2 separate regions of the Mus musculus genome follow, and region 2 is linked to region 1. The links are chromatin contacts, called in public HiChIP or PLAC-seq maps. All regions are on one chromosome and are shown on one strand. Each heading gives the region's core, a stretch centred on a gene start, on an enhancer-like site or on the middle of the called end of the contact. The rest is flanking DNA. Distances are from core to core; before and after follow the strand shown.

The links. HiChIP or PLAC-seq counts read pairs in DNA pulled down with a chosen protein or histone mark.
Region 2: an H3K27ac HiChIP or PLAC-seq map of the HPC-7 cell line shows a contact between it and region 1, with 6 times the contacts expected there. The contact joins the promoter of 5033406O09Rik here to the enhancer-like site in region 1. A contact is called at or near these places in 10 of 39 promoter capture datasets (the 3T3-L1 cell line, the HPC-7 cell line, cranial neural crest and 7 more), 1 of 15 datasets of contacts at CTCF or cohesin (large pre-B cells), 4 of 484 Hi-C or Micro-C datasets (the HPC-7 cell line, bone marrow-derived macrophages, embryonic fibroblasts and 1 more), 7 of 115 datasets of contacts at active chromatin or transcription factors (the HPC-7 cell line, bone marrow-derived dendritic cells, embryonic stem cells and 4 more) and 4 of 9 other capture datasets (adipose tissue, embryonic stem cells, liver and 1 more).

The regions. Positions count from the first base shown.
Region 1 is chr12:111,840,367-111,845,158 of GRCm38.p6, reverse strand. It overlaps Ppp1r13b (protein phosphatase 1, regulatory subunit 13B), which reads left to right. Exons shown (of 17, transcript NM_011625.1): 6 at 163-337; 7 at 1,418-1,614; 8 at 4,062-4,202. Among named protein-coding and RNA genes, the nearest start is that of Zfyve21, 29 kb to the right of the region's middle. Within about 2 kb of position 1,933, at least 29 of the 459 cell types and tissues checked have an H3K27ac peak or open chromatin away from gene starts, as enhancers often do. A contact at or near this core is called in the HPC-7 cell line, bone marrow-derived macrophages, liver and 1 more, where this site is marked.
Region 2 is chr12:111,941,452-111,946,475 of GRCm38.p6, reverse strand. It overlaps 5033406O09Rik (RIKEN cDNA 5033406O09 gene), which reads left to right and starts at 1,994. Exons shown (of 3, transcript NR_029464.2): 1 at 1,994-2,319; 2 at 2,410-2,591; 3 at 3,265-4,485. It overlaps Gm36757 (a long non-coding RNA gene), which reads right to left and starts at 518. Exons shown (of 3, transcript XR_003950158.1): 1 at 104-518.

The DNA.
Region 1 (4,792 bases), core at 684-3,183:
ACACCAGTATTGTCAGTTTTGTGTGGTCTGACGTGTGCAGAATTCCTTCAGTGTTCTTTAGTAGGTGATGCTATAGGGTGCACTCAGTTTGTCTGTTTGTTTCATGTATAAAAGTAACCTTAAGTTTCTACCTGCAAAGCTTATGGTTTTCATTCTTTATAGGAACAGCGTTTACATTTTCTAAAGCAACAGGAGCGCCGCCAGCAGCAGTCCGTTTCTGAAAATGAAAAGCTTCAGAAACTGAAAGAGCGAGTTGAAGCCCAGGAAAACAAGCTGAAGAAGATCCGGGCCATGAGAGGACAAGTTGACTACAGCAAGATCATGAATGGCAATCTGTGTATGTGCTGCATGCGGGCCTGGGCCCACACCCGGGCCAAGTCAGGGCAGTCCCGGTCACAATCCCAAATGGCACTGCACGTTTCTAACCCTTAACTCTCACCTGCAGCAAAGAGCTCGCTGGGTTAACTGGGGTTTTTAATTATATATTCTTCTCTGGAAAAGCTAGTCAAGTCTGAGTGAGGGTGTGTTCTAGGATGGTATTATTTGAATTCAATTTCCTGGATTTTTTAAAATATAAACTTAATTATGGTTTTTTATAGGGCACAGTAATAATTTGATGAATGTATATTACGTGTATTGCTTAATCAGGAAGTTCATAATTCTTTCTCCTTAAACTTAAAATTTTGATAAATTATGGTGATTTTTGCATATGTATGGCATTTGGTTTGTCTGTGAATAGCTCTGGACCTTTCTGTTATGGGTGATGGATTTTGTGAGGTTGCTCCAGGGGCTATAATGAGTAGTCTGGTTTTGTTAAACTACGTAAATTTCATCCATGCATTAAGATGACCATACTGCCAGGTATGGAGGCACATGCCTGTAATCCCAGCCCTTGAGAGACTATGCAGTAGCCTCATCTCAGCAGCCAGTCACTTAGGTCACACAGGTGCTTCTCTTGCTTGTCTGTGAACTCTGGGCTGTTTGTGTTTGTCTGTTTGATGTTACAGCAATGGGTAAGACCTTCACAACAAAGCTTTTATCTTGCTCTCTGGGATCTGAAGTGCTTTGACCAAACTAGCTTTTAAATGGATGCCCCTAAGGACTATTCAGTAGCTAATGGAAGCATAGTCACTGACTTGTGAGGAGTCACATCACGGCTGTCAAAGCCTGCTGGTGTTTTGCAGCCAGGTAGGCTAGAACACCCGCACAGCAAACCTAACAGAGTTTCTTCATCCCTAGCTCTTGGGAGGAAAAAACTCTGTTTTGGGTTATACATATACTGTATCTTTATTATTTTATTTTATGCATACTCTTTAATCCAAGGCTAGCATAAATAGTACCAGAATTGAGTGTAAGAATAGAAATGAAGGCAGAGTATGTTCTTTAAATAACCTGTTTTCTGTTTTGGTCATTACAGCTGCTGAGATAGAAAGGTTCAGTGCCATGTTCCAGGAGAAGAAACAGGAAGTTCAGACTGCAATCTTACGAGTTGATCAGCTTAGTCAGCAACTAGAAGATTTAAAGAAAGGAAAACTGAATGGGTTCCAGTCATACAATGGCAGGTTGACAGGGCCAGCAGCAGTGGAGTTGAAACGACTCTACCAAGAGCTGCAGGTAAGAGCCTGGTCTGGGGTGGTTAACTGCACATATCCTCCTTCTGACTTTCTGTGTAAAATGTCAGGGGTATTCAGAGCCTGGAAACAGACTCGCTGACCCTAACTTCATAGTAGTTCTGACCTCGTGTGCATGTAAATGCCTCCAAGGGTTGCACTCCTATCTGCTCAGCGCAAGCGAGGGCTTTGGACTGACTTAGGGAGACAAACCAGTCATATTTCAGCCTTCAACGTTTCCATCCCTCAGGCTTGGAGAAATGTTCAGAGCTCTTAAGCACTTCCTGGTTTTGCAGAACACCCAAGTTCACTTTCTACCACTACATGGTGGTTCACAAACATGTGTAACTCCACCATGGGAACTGCTGCCCTCTTCTGCTCTGCAGGCACTATGCGTACATAATGCACATGCCGTTCACCCAGCACGCGAGCGCGCGCACACACACATGTATACACATGGCATGAACTTACATAAACACACACTTACACATAAATAAAACAATAATAAAATGTCAGTTACAGCTCGGCAATTTAAATACTATATTTGGAATTTAGGGTTGTCTCTGTGACCCTCCAGTTACCTCCGTGGTTGAAGTTCCTCATTCAGGGGCTGGGGTTTGCCTCCTGGGTTCTGATTGAGCTGCTGCGGGGGCTCCCAGGACTCAGAGTGCTGTTGGCCCTTGGCTTGCTTGTGCTTTGAAGAGGATGAGTGGTTAAAGATGTTTGTCCTGGTGATGTCCCATAAAAACTCAGCTGGGCTGGAAGAGCATGACCTTAGGCAAACAAGCTGCCTCTGTCCTGGCTGCCTGTGCTGTGCCTGCTCACGTGGGCAGCCCTGCAGACATTCAAACACAAAGCCACACTTCTGTCTTCCCTCTACTCCCTTCTCTTTCCTTCTCTCCCTGGAAGTGAGAATTTGACCCTTTTTGTCACTTTCTTCCTCCCTCCTCCCTTTTGCCCTTCCCCCTCCCTTCTTCTCTCCCTCCCTCCCTCCCTTCTTTCCTTCTTTTTGTTTGTTTTTAACACGGAGTCTCTCTGTGTATGCCTGGCTGTCGTGGAACTCAACCTGTAGACCAGGCTGGCATCGAACTCAGAGATGTGCCTGCCTCTGCCTTCTGCCTCTGCTGGGACTAAAGGCCTGTGATACCATGCCCTGCTAAGAATTTGACCTTTTAACTAATATAAATATAGTTTTTCCATTAGAAAGTGCTCCACTTATTAAAATCATGGGAAACATTCTATCCATAAATTATGTTTTCTGTAACAACTGGAGGGTAAGGGGGGGGGTCTTGTTCTTGAAAAACACAATAAATATTAAAAGGTGCAGAGTTTTGTGCTTCTAGATTACTTTGCCAGGAATCAAAACTTAGAATTAAGTATTCACCAAAGTAGACATTAAAAAAAGTGTCATTTTCTCTTCTCTTACATCCACAACTGCCTATCAGATAAGCTAGACTAAGTCAGAACAGCCCAACAAGAAACAGAAAATACTGTTAGGAGATCTGAGGTTGTCATGTAAGCTGTTCCTTGCTGACCCTATTATTCTATAACCCTAATAAAGGTGGGGTGGGTTGTTTGTTTTTTGAGATGGGGTTTCTATGTGTTCCCTGGCTGTCCTGGAACTCTCTCTGTAGACCAGGCTGGACTTTAACTCATAGAGATCCACCTGCCTCTTCCTCCCGAGTGCTAGAATTAAAGGTGTGTTCCACCACTGGCCTGTTCCTTATATAACAAAATCAATCAAATACATTCAGAAATGGTTACAGACTGTAAAGGTGGATTGGTTTGTTTATTGCGAGTGGATTTCATATGTTCCGTGTAGGCCCTGAACTTAGTGTGCATGTAGCCAAGGCTAGCCTGAAATTCCACATCCTCTTGCTTCCATCTCCCTAGTGTTAGGATTGCAGGCATGAGCTACCTTCCCCCGCTTGTTCATTATCAGTGTAGCTTGGTGTTTCCATTGATCTCAGAGACTCTTCAGCATCAGCCATTTTATCACGTGCCTCTTGCTGGTAGTTCTCAAGTCTGCTGCTAAGTTTTGAAAAACAAACAAATTATCTACCAGGAACTCTTTTTATTTTATTAATTTTTTTTAATTGGGAGACAGTATCTCACTGTGTAGCTTGGGTAGCTTGGAACTCACAGATAGCCACTTGCCTCTGCTTCCAGACTGCTGGGATTAAAGGTGTGCATCTCCACATGAAGTTCCTGAAAGCTCCTGACCAGGGGCTTTCTGGAATGTCCCGGTCTATTTTGTGGAGATTACACTTTTTAAAATGTCTTTGTTGTTTGGATTTATGTAGTGTGAATTCCTTGCAGCTGTATGAGTGGCCACCACGCTGTGGCCAGGGCAGACTGGCCCTAAAGAGACACAACACTTATTGATTCACCTACTGGACACCTAACAGTTGTAGTTAACGCAACTGTTAATTTATATCTTCTGCTTTGCAGATTCGTAACCAGCTTAATCAGGAGCAGAATTCCAAGCTCCAGCAGCAGAAGGAGCTCTTGAACAAGCGCAACATGGAAGTGGCCATGATGGATAAGCGGATCAGTGAGCTGCGGGAGCGCCTGTATGGCAAGAAGATCCAGGCACGTGGGGACCTGCTGCATTCCTAGGAGGTGGAGGCAGGAAATTTGTAAATTAGAGGCCAGTCTAGGCTATGTAGGGAAATCATGTCTCACCAACAATCTTGAACAAAATGCTATATAGAGTTACATTTTAAAAAATATTTGCTATTCTAAATTTCAAAGGTAGTAAATGGTTTGAGGAAAAGCTGAACTAGTACAGGAATATTCACAGGGGAATATGGTAGTCTTCCCCCTGTTCTCCAGGACTGACAGCTGCTAATGGTTCTAGTCCTCTGCTTAATTCAGACACAAAGGTGTAGAGGTGTGTGGGAGATTAAATGGAAATGGGATTGTGGCAAGTGTGTTAAGCAAAAAGTCTGTACCTTTTTAAAAAAAAAACAACATGGTGATTTATCAGATCACTGCCACATTCTTCTAACATCTAATGGTGTACCGTGGTCCAGAGTCTGCCTGTCCTTCACCCTCTGAGTCTTGCTGCCTCTCAGTGTGAGTGAGAGTAAGCACTATGCCCTGTGTCGACCTGGATGCTACATGCAACCCTCACACCTCATGGGCACCTAGGGCTGAGTGAAGAGCCATCCATTCTGCCC
Region 2 (5,024 bases), core at 745-3,244, 100 kb before region 1:
TAGGAGACAGCAACAGATGCCACAGACTGGCCCTGGCCATGCTCATCCCGCTTTCAGGGACCCATGAGTCCCTCCTCCCCCAGCCCCACCTAGATGAGGATACAGGAGAGCCAGGCTCAGTGATGACTCCGGGAGCAGAAGGAAGTCCTGAGTCACCCTGGCCGGGAGCAGGAAGTGGTTATCACCAGAACCAGCACTCCCAAAGCCCAGGAAGCCAGAGTGTGACGTCACAGCGGTGATGTCACCAGCCAGCAGGGATAGGAAGCATCTGCCAGGTCCCCAGCAGCCAGCCCTGTGCTTCTCCGTTCATCCTCTGTCCCTCTGTCCACCATGCGTGCTGTAGTTTACCCTGGGCACCGTGGCTGGCTGGGAATAGCTGAGTGAGGGCCTTGTCTAGTCTAGTAGGACACAGTGTGTGGTTCAGAGCTGGCAGGCGGGGCCTGGGCGGCTAGGGGGCGGGGCCGTGCCTGGGACCGCCCTCAGGAAAGGCCTCACTGAGCAGTTGGTGGTGTCTGCTTTGGGGCTTTGCAGGGCTGTGGGCCAGAAAAGATTCCATTATGAACTGTAAGCTTTTGTGAATGTGGAAGGTTTGTAACTAGTTAGGCATTCTTTCCCACCCCCCCTTCCCGCCCAACCCCATCACACATACAATGGAGGTGGCTCTGGTCTCAAAGTTCCTTGGGAAGCCAGGTTCCCAGATGAGAACCAGAGTTGAGCAAACAAGTTCCAGGGGATATGAGGGAGGGGGACCTGGTGAAAGCCTGGCAGTGTCCGCGGGCACCTTTCCGTGGAGTTCTCAGACATGTCGCTATTGCACCCTGCTCTGTGCCTGCATGCTCCTCTGTGTTCAGAGAAGTGAGGAGGAAGAGGAGGATGCCCTCTGGGCTGAAGAGGAGTAGCTAGGGGTGCCACTTAGTGGAGCTTGGTATGAGGGCTGCCCCGAGGCCTGACCTGCTTCCATGGCTGGGGCATATCAAGGACAGCACGGGAAGCGGGCTTAGCCTTTACTTCTGGCAGGGGCAGCCTCCTACAGCCTCGCAGTGGGTGAGGACCCCATCCAAGGACGGTATGCAGGGACTGAGTGCCCCCTCAGTCTCTCCCTCAAGGCCCACGTGCAAGCCATCAGGAGTCTTCCCCCCAGGGTTCATTCAGCTTTGGGATACATCAGGTCTCCAGAGCGACCTGGAAGAGTGCCTGGCCCTCACTCCCACCCCTACATCCCACACAGGAAGCATCTGGGGAAACAAGATAAGCAGCATGCCGGGTGGTCACAGCAGCTGGGGGTGGGGTGGGGGGAGGGCAGGCCGGCTGGGTCAGCAGCTCTCTTGTCCAGCTCTTACCCAGACCTACCCTACAGTTCACACCGAGCGAGGCTCCCCAGAAGTGTGTCGTGGATGGTCTTCAGGTGGGGAAGGACTGGGGTTCATGGCATTTCTCTCTACCAGGGTCTTAGTTGAGCTGTGATTTTAGTAAATTATGATTGGGCAAGTCATCCCATCATGAGGTGGCACCAACAACAACATCGCCCACACACACTGGTGCCTAAAGGACTTTATCACTCGGCCACATCACCTCTATAACCAAAAAAATAACAAGGCACTTCAAAACCAATAAAGTGACAGTCCCCAAGCCCAGCGGGCTGCAGATGATATCTTATCAGGGCAGAGTTGAACTCCCATTCGGGTCAGGGTCCAGAGGCTCCAGGCTACCAGCCTCACAAGGGTTGTGACCTTGGTGACCAGTCTCATGGGCCTCCAGGGAGGCTACCTGGTGACTCAGCCTCTTCCTACAGCCCTGTAAATAGCCAGAGTCCATCCACACGGAGGCTGTGTGAAACTGCCTCCACCAGGAAGGGAAGTTTTAACTGGCCCAGAACCCCACAAAGCCCCAAAGCAGACACCACCAACTGCTCAGTGAGGCCTTTCCTGAGGGCGGTCCCAGGCACGGCCCCGCCCCCTAGCCGCCCAGGCCCCGCCTGCCAGCTCTGAACCACACACTGTGTCCTACTAGACTAGACAAGGCCCTCACTCAGCTATTCCCAGCCAGCCACGGTGCTCAGGGTAGACCGCAGCACGCATGGTGGACAGAGGGACAGAGGATGAACGGAGAAGCACAGGGCTGGCTGCTGGGGACCTGGCAGATGCTTCCTATCCCTGCTGGCTGGTGACATCACCGCTGTGACGTCACACTCTGGCTTCCTGGGCTTTGGGAGTGCTGGTTCTGGTGATAACCACTTCCTGCTCCCGGCCAGGGTGACTCAGGACTTCCTTCTGCTCCCGGAGTCATCACTGAGCCTGGCTCTCCTGTATCCTCATCTAGGTAGGGCTGGGGGAGGAGGGACTCGTGGGTCCCTGAAAGCGGGATGAGCATGGCCAGGGCCAGTCTGTGGCATCTGTTGCTGTCTCCTAGGGAGACCTTCTTTCTGCAGAGTGGGGCCTCCACAGTCTGCACAGCTCGGCTCCCCATTCTCTCGTGAAGGTAGGCCAGGAACTGGGTTTCCTAATGAGTGACCAGGAAAACGGAACTTTCAAGGGGCGTGTCTGTTTAATGAGGAATCAGCCTGAATGGAAGCCAACCCAGTGCCTTTCCAGGTAGGCAGGCCAAGGCCAGAGGAAGGAAAGCTGGGTCTCTGTTGGAGCAGGAGGGCAATATGGCTTAGGCTTGGGGAGAGAACACAGGTGCCACCGTAGCCACAGTGTCCATGAGCCCCATCCCCCACCATGCTGGCCAAAAAGAAACAATTGATGAACAGAAGGGAGGAAAGATGCCTCCAGCAAAATCAGGCAGGAGGAGACCAGAGCTGTCATTGCGCTCTCTGTCCCCAGCAGGCCGAGCTCGCACTGTCATGGGGTGGAGGAGGCTCAAGCCGCCCTAATTAGAATATCAGTTAGACCCTGCTTTTCCTGACCTGCTGCTTCGAAAGCTAATTCTTTGTGCTTCCACAAGGCAGGCCCTACAGGGACAGAGGGGCTTAGGAGGCACAGCCAGAGGGCTCAGGCTCTCAAAACCCAGGTCTGCCTTGCAGGGCCAGTTTTGGGCCTTTAGTCTGGGATGGACAGACGGCTGGCCATCCTCATGAATCGCCATGGTGCCCAGTCTGGACGGTCCATGCGGCCCAGAGCAGAGGGAAGGGGGCTCAGCAGTGATGAAGATGGCTACAGGAATGTGCAGGCCCAGCCTCCTGTGGTGGGGAGTCCAGAGCTGCTCAGACTGACTGGAATTCCTGTTGCTCATGCACGCTTCTGGCTTCTTTTTCGGTTCTAGGTACAAGCTGTTGTCATGAAGCCTGGAGTTTTTCCGAGATGCCAGAGGCAGCAGCGCAGTGCTCTTGTTTCTCATCTAAACCTGTCCCTTTCTCAGAACAGAGCCCGCGTGTGTGATTCCTTCGTGGTCCCAGAGCGGGTCATCTTGCTTGCAGGGTAGCCTTGGGGCACCACTGCTTGTCAGGGTTGAGCAGAAAGGCAGACCAGAATCCTCTGAGTCCCCCTCCCACTTCCAGCTGGTTGACTGACATTCCACCCGACCAGAAGGAACCAGAGGAGGAAGAAGGCCTGAGAAACTGGAGGGAGGCTGCTCAGGCGGTTCTGTAGAATGTTCTAGAATACCTAGAAAAAAAAAAATAAAGCACCCAACAGGCTGAAGCAAGGAAATTACTGTAGGTAGTGAGTTCTTGGCCAGCATGGGCTACATGGGTGTAACTCTGCATAGAATAACCAACCAACCAACCAACCACCAAGGCTGGAAAACTGGCTTGGCAGTTAAGGGCAAGTCCTGCTCTTGGAGAGGACCCAAGTTTAGTGCCCAGCATCTACACCGGGTGGTTCACAACCACCTGCATCTCTGGAGAACACAAAAACTTCTTTTTCGTGTGTGGTTTTGTTTGTTTGCTTGTTTGAGACAGGGTCTCCTTGTAGCCCACCTGTACTGGAATTCACTCTGTAGACCAAGCTGGTCTAGAACTCAGATTTGCCAGCCTCCTGAGTGCTGGGATTAAAGGCATGCGCCAGCACTGCCCAGCTTCGACAATGTCTTTTGGCCTCCATGAATACTTTAAGTCATATGTGTGCACACACGAGAACACATGTGCTCTTGCACATACACACTCACACACACCAATAAAAATCTTAACAAGAAAAAACCATCCCGAGCACTAATTCTTAGGGCCTGGACTTTGGGTTGGGGAGCCAGGTTTGCACTGCAGCGGGGCTGGCCCTCACTTCCAGGCTGGGGAAGCTATCCAGCTCTTCCAGCTTCTCCTCAAATGGGCCACGGCCATGGTAGAAGACAGACCTCCTTCATGCAGCAGCACGGAAGCCAGCTCTGGAAACACCTACCCGGGGAAGGGAGGGATCCAGCTCCAGGGGCTGCCTTAGGAAGGCAGGACGACTCGCCTGAGATCACACAGGACCATCAGGACCGTCGCAGGGTCTGTAGATATATGTGTATTTCTCCTGAAATCGGGGAAAATAAACTCATTTTCTGAGGAAAATGTTTATAAATGTGTGATGTTGACATATTTGTCTTTCTAGTGTTACATAGCAGACTGGGAATCACAATGGAGGCGCTCACACGTGTCACTCACTGACAGACTTTGCCAACCCCAAACCAGCTGTTATCTAACCTAAGTGACTGGAAGCTAACCAATCAGTATGTCTCCACCGCTCCCTATCCCTGTCTCCTCTACAGGAAAAATAACTTTGAGATAAACCATTCTGATTTGGGGGATGTGCCTGTTCTGTTGACCTTTCTCCAAACTTAAATCCAAAACCGCAGGACACTGGCACACGAGTAGGTTTTATTTTTATGAAATGAGGTTCTGCTCCATTCTGTAAATGGAAAGTAAATCCAATTAAGATCTTGACACTTAAATTTGCTGTAACTTGGGCTGGCAAGATGGCTCAGTGGGTAAGAGCACTGATTGCTCTTCCAAAGGTCCTGAGTTCAAATCCCAGCAACCACATGGTGGCTCGAAACCACCGGCAATGAGATCTGATGCCACTCTTCTGGCAACAGAAGACAGCTAC